Regions from separate parts of the Hordeum vulgare genome. Here region 1 is linked to region 2. The links are chromatin contacts, called in public Hi-C maps. All regions are on one chromosome and are shown on one strand. The core of a region is the stretch at or near the end of the contact, and the rest is flanking DNA. Distances in the headings are between cores, read along the strand shown.

Region 1 (2,833 bases), core at 95-2,594, 510 kb before region 2:
GCGCGGGCGCGAGCCGACAAGGTGGTGAGGCGAGCTGCGGGGCGGGGCGACGACGTAGAGACGAGCTCGCGGGGGCTGGGCGAGCGCAAGCTGGCGGGGCATGGGCCGGCGCGAGCACGAGCGCGCGGGGCACGGGCGGGCAACAAGGCAAGGTGCGGGGCGGGTAGGGTGACGGCGCAGAGGCAAGCTGCGCGGGCGGGGCGACAATGCACAGGCGAGTTGTCAGGGAATGGGTAGGGCATGGGTGCAAGCTGCGGGGCAATGGGGCGGGGCGGCGGTACAGAGGTGAGCTCACGGGGGTGGGGCGAGCTGCTCGCTCATCAGATATTCGACCGAATGCTAACGTGAACATGTACTACTCCCTCCGTTTCATAATATAAGTCCTTTAGAGATTTTATTAGAAACTATATACGGATGTATATAGACATACTATAGAGTGTAGATTCACTTATTTTACTTTATATGTAGTCCTCTAATGAAATCGCTTAAAGACTTATACTGTATTTAGGAACGGAGGGAGTATAAAATATGCATGTCTCTCGTTTGGCGCACCGACTGATTCAAATACAAAAGCCAACACAAATGAACTGATAGGCGGTCCAAATGGAAAAAACATGCGTTTGTTTTGATCGTGCGGTTGGAGTTATCGTGACATACATGATCAATCTATCCGGGACGGGTCGGACACGGCTGCACGTTTTGGTAGTAGGAACGCGAGACGCAGTCCATGATCCATCCGTCTAAAAGAAGAAGTCAAAGTGGTCCATCGAGCAACATGCAACTAGGTACGCAGTACGTGCTGCCAGATTCAATGCTGGTGCCGCCTAGATGAAAAATAGTTACCAGTCCCTCTAGCCTATGAAAAAGAACTTGCTAGTACGTAGAAGTATGATACTACTCCAGTTTGGCGAGATTTTTTGTTTCGCAACCAAGACTGCTTATATTGAGAAAATGTTGCAAACCATGTAAGCTTGGTCTAAACTCCATGCGTTCCAAAAGACCTAGAATCCTAGATGGAACACAAATCAAAGTATAGGAGTTTTCTGAACCAAGAACGTCTAAAAACAGTCATGTGATTTGACTATTCCTCCAAAAAAATAGAGGTCAAAGTGGTCCGAGAATGTTTGACTTGATGTTGTGAACATGCATCTATAGCTACACCAGGAAATTTTGGTACTAGTAACAAGATCTGGTGTCTGACCACACGTAAAATTTGGCCATTTTACCGTGGAACGGAACGGAGAAGAGAATTACTCCTCCTCCAGGAACCTGGGGAAAAGGCAACGCACGCGCGGGTAACAGGAGCTGCTCCCCTTCTTCCTCCCTCCCACGGCTCCGTTTGGGTTTGACCTCATGTGACCTGACCAACCAACCACGTCCCCCCCACTCCCTCTCCATTTCCTCCCCTTCCTCGTCAACCGCTCGTCTGCGCCGGGAGCCTCAGGCAAAGGCAACCACGAGAAGGACGCACCGGTGACACACAGCCGGCCAGCCGGCCGGTGCTTTCGCAGACCGCCACCGCGTTGCAAAAATAGTACGTACGTTTCCTCCTGCTAGTAGTATTATTAGGCCGCGTCCATTTGGCATCGTTCCCGCCGCGCGCTTCCTTTCCAATTCCATGGAACCACAGCCATCGCCATTCACCAAGGTTTTCTTCCTCCTCCTCCTCCATGGCTAGCCTCTCCTCTTTTCTTCTCTTCTGTTGGCAGGCTTATCCCGTGGTGTAATTTAACTTGATCATTAGGGAGTACAGTAATCAGTTTGGTATGCTATCCCGCTTCTATCTTGCCCCACAACATTCTGCGGTTGTCATTCTGAATTCTTCCTCCATGCATGCCCAAAACCATGCTGCAATTCACCCATTTTTCTATGAATACTTTACTTCACTCTATGTTTTCTTGGGGGCATCGATCGACCACCCTCTGCTTTGGACGCTGCCAAGGCCAAAACGGCTGCCTCGGGGAATCAGTGTGGTCTCCTTCCCCCCTTCTTGGTTTTGGCGTGTAATCGGACAGACAATTATACTACCAAATATCGCACTTTCTTATGAATTTTAAAAGTGCAACTTCGTTTGTTTGTTCCTGTTGTACACTATACTATCAAACATTTTTTTTCTCAGAAATTTCAATTTCTATGTTTATTACAGTTCCTAGAGCCCCCTCACCTTACCACTTGCTGGATGGTTCCAAGGAGCTGTTAACACAGCTCTATGCTGTTTCATGACAGCTTTGGCTTGAGCTGCTGCTTAGTCTATTCAATTTGGAACTTTTCCCACTTGCTTGAAAAAGGCTGGTCAAACTCCATCACCTTCCATGCCTTGAGCTTGCCAACATAGTTTACAAGATCTATTGCACACATACATACACACTTCCCTTTTCTCGACGGAAAAAGGCGATATGTTGCCTCAAAAAATTACATTTTCATCTGTAGCTAGGCTTTTTGGCTTCATACTGGTTGCCACTCCAACTATATGATCTGACTTTATTTGCTACAAAAACTTTAGTAGTACTTGCGAGAAATTAGGATGCAGGTTAGTACGATATGATATGCTTGCTTCAGTGTGCTATCAAATGTGATTTCGACGGGTAGTCATGTCCATCTCACATTGTTTTGAGGAGTTCAATTTCCGCTGTTTCGTTTCGTTGTCATTGGTTTGTTGAAGTTTTCTGAAACTTCTTGTTTTTGTGCCGTCACCGTGGCAGCAGCAGTAGCATCGCCCCAATTGGAACTTCCAATAGCTGCTTTAAATTTCTTCAGGTCAACTTCTACTATTCCATTGAATTGATTGCATCAAAGAAGTCTAGGACACCTATTTCTTTATTTTTTATTCAAA
Region 2 (2,700 bases), core at 23-2,522:
ATCGAAGTCGAGTGCTTTACGATACAAACATTCTTAGCTCATGGCTAGCTTACAATATAATCATGTAGTGGAATAATATTCTAGTCTTGTGGCGTGCATCGACTCACATGCAAGATTGAGTATAACGTCATAACTCCACTTCGTAACTTCCCTTCGACATGGTAACCTGCAACATGATATGTTGCATCCACAAGGGTTACTTCATGGATTTCCCATTTATTATTTGTGGATGATTGCATTGTCTTTATGTAGGCCTCAAGAGGAGGAGAAGAGATTATGTTGAGCTCCATGCCTTGTTGATGAATGTCATAAATTTTCTTGAGACTCCCACATTATCTCGTACCTGAACATCTTATCTTTCTTCTCAGTTCTACTCATTGGTCATCTATCTGACTATGGTACGGACACACTGCCGTGAGATGTCGCCATGATGCAGTCTCGAACCGCAGCCACCATTTCGTTGAAACGAGCATCTCACCTAGCGGGCATACCTGGCCATCCGTGTCGTGACAACTAGGCCAACCCATTAGCACGCAGGCACAACCACTAGCGTGTCGTGCCTGACCTAGAGGATGGGCTGGCACGACATGCATGCTTTTATTTCTTATACATATATAGCCTAAAAACAACAAATTGTCACAAATGACACAAAATCAAGCCACCTGACCAATATGGGAGTGCTGAAATAGTTGAAATGGTGGCGATCCAAAACAACTTCTATTTGGCTGCTAATATGGGATGTAGTATAATGATGTTTGAATCTGACTGCTCAAATGATGTTGAAGCAATCAATCAGAAGGAGTGCTTTGGACCGAAAGCAACTGTCATATGTGAATGTAAAACTCTTGGAGGAGAACTATCTAAGTTTGAGGTGATCCATTCTTTTCAAGAAGCAAACGTATAGCTCAATCCCGAATTTTATTTCCCCCTTTATTGTACATGATCTTACCATTATTTGAGAAAGAAAGTCCAGTTTTCATTAAAAAAAAAAGGCCATCCGACCAAAAAACACGTGGTCTTACGTGTCTAACATGTCAATTGCCCGACCCGGTTAGCAAAAGAGTCGCGTTTGGGCTTGAATGTATAACACGTGTGCCAACGTGACATGACATGTTTATCAATCGAATCTTGATGGACCGTGTTATACACGACACGATTAGCATGGACTGTGCCCGGGCGGGCCCGTCTGGCCAGCTCTGGGGAAACACCCGGCGGCCCAGCCCATCTTCAACTCGTCACTTTCGTTCAGTGTGCCACCTGCCACGCACAGTCGCTTGACCCATTTCTTTCCATCCTTTTCCCTCTCATCCCATTTCAAAACTTCCAGATCCACCTAGGGTTTGCGCCTCCTCCCTCCGCCCCCCATCGCACAGGCCGCATCGAGAGAGGACGACGCCGAACTCGGACCGTCGGAAGCGCCATGGAGAAGTACGAGAAGCTGGAGAAGGTCGGGGAGGGCACCTACGGCAAGGTGTATAAGGCGATGGACAAGGCGACGGGCCAGGTGGTGGCGCTCAAGAAGACCCGCCTGGAGATGGACGACGAAGGGATCCCGCCCACCGCGCTCCGTGAGATCTCCCTCCTCCGCCTCCTCTCCAGCTCCCTCTACGTCGTCCGCCTCCTCGCCGTCGAGCAGACTACCAAGGGCGGCGGCGCCGGCGGTGGAGGGAAGCCCGTCCTCTACCTCGTCTTCGAGTTCCTTGACACTGACCTCAAGAAGTTCGTCGACGCCTACCGCCGTGGGCCCGCCCCTAAGCCACTCCCAACACATGTCGTCAAGGTAGCGGATTTACTTCGTTTTGTGGCTGCTTTGCTCTGCTCACTTGGCTTTGCGCCGATTCTATGTCGGCCGAGTCTCCTATCCGTCGATCTGAGGACTTGGGCACTTCCTCTTATATGTCCATTCTGAATTCTTAGTTTTGCATCGCAAAGGGGCGGAACATTGATACGCAATCAGAGCGAACTACACTGCAAATTTTAATTCGTAATTGACATGACCAATCCTGACAACAAATTGAAAAAAATTGAAAACATTGAACCCTTTTAAATGCCGATGAAATGTGGAATCAGAACATCATATGGTTGTACGCGTTTGTAGTTGATTTGGATTCGTAAAAAAATATGCAAACTCTACTACTCTAGCCTAGTTGCAGGCGACTAAATTAGGAACTAAGAAGTGCTAGTATAATGGTCGAAACTCAATGTTGACTGCTGCTGGCATTCTGTATTTTGCATACACTCAAGTACAGATTAGGGCCCCCTCCAAATCCAGAGCTTAACTTTGTTGGTAGCTTTGGGATCAATTCATTTTCATGCCTTTATTTTGAGGATGCTATTGTTAATTTTCATTGGATAGCAGATGTTGGAGTCCATTTTAATTATGATAGGTCTGTTTCAGGCTAATAGACAACTTTCTTTACTTTCTTGTAGAGCTTTTTGTATCAGTTATGCAAAGGAATTGCACACTGCCATGGACATGGTGTCCTTCATCGGTTAGACCTTTGTTTTCTGATTTATGTTGCTGTACTTATCAGCCCATACAACATTGCAACTGTTGCAGATGTGATTTGTGATTGTTCCTCTTTGATATCGTAGGGATTTAAAGCCCCAAAATCTGTTGGTTGACAAGGAGAAGATGATACTGAAAATTGCAGATCTTGGGTTAAGTAGAGCTTTTACTGTTCCTATGAAAAGCTACAC

The links. A called contact is a pair of places that touch in the nucleus more often than the background predicts.
Region 1: a contact with region 2 is called in a Hi-C map of seedling, with 3 times the contacts expected there. The contact joins the promoter of LOC123448096 here to the promoter of LOC123448095 in region 2. A contact is called at or near these places in 4 of 6 Hi-C or Micro-C datasets (leaf and seedling) and 1 of 1 datasets of contacts at active chromatin or transcription factors (embryo).

What each region holds. Positions count from the first base shown.
Region 1 is chr4H:120,562,832-120,565,664 of MorexV3_pseudomolecules_assembly, reverse strand. It overlaps LOC123448096 (type I inositol polyphosphate 5-phosphatase 10-like), which reads left to right and starts at 1,344. Exons shown (of 7, transcript XM_045124865.1): 1 at 1,344-1,534.
Region 2 is chr4H:120,055,782-120,058,481 of MorexV3_pseudomolecules_assembly, reverse strand. It overlaps LOC123448095 (cyclin-dependent kinase B1-1-like), which reads left to right and starts at 1,272. Exons shown (of 7, transcript XM_045124864.1): 1 at 1,272-1,780; 2 at 2,431-2,492; 3 at 2,596-2,700. The coding sequence starts at 1,421.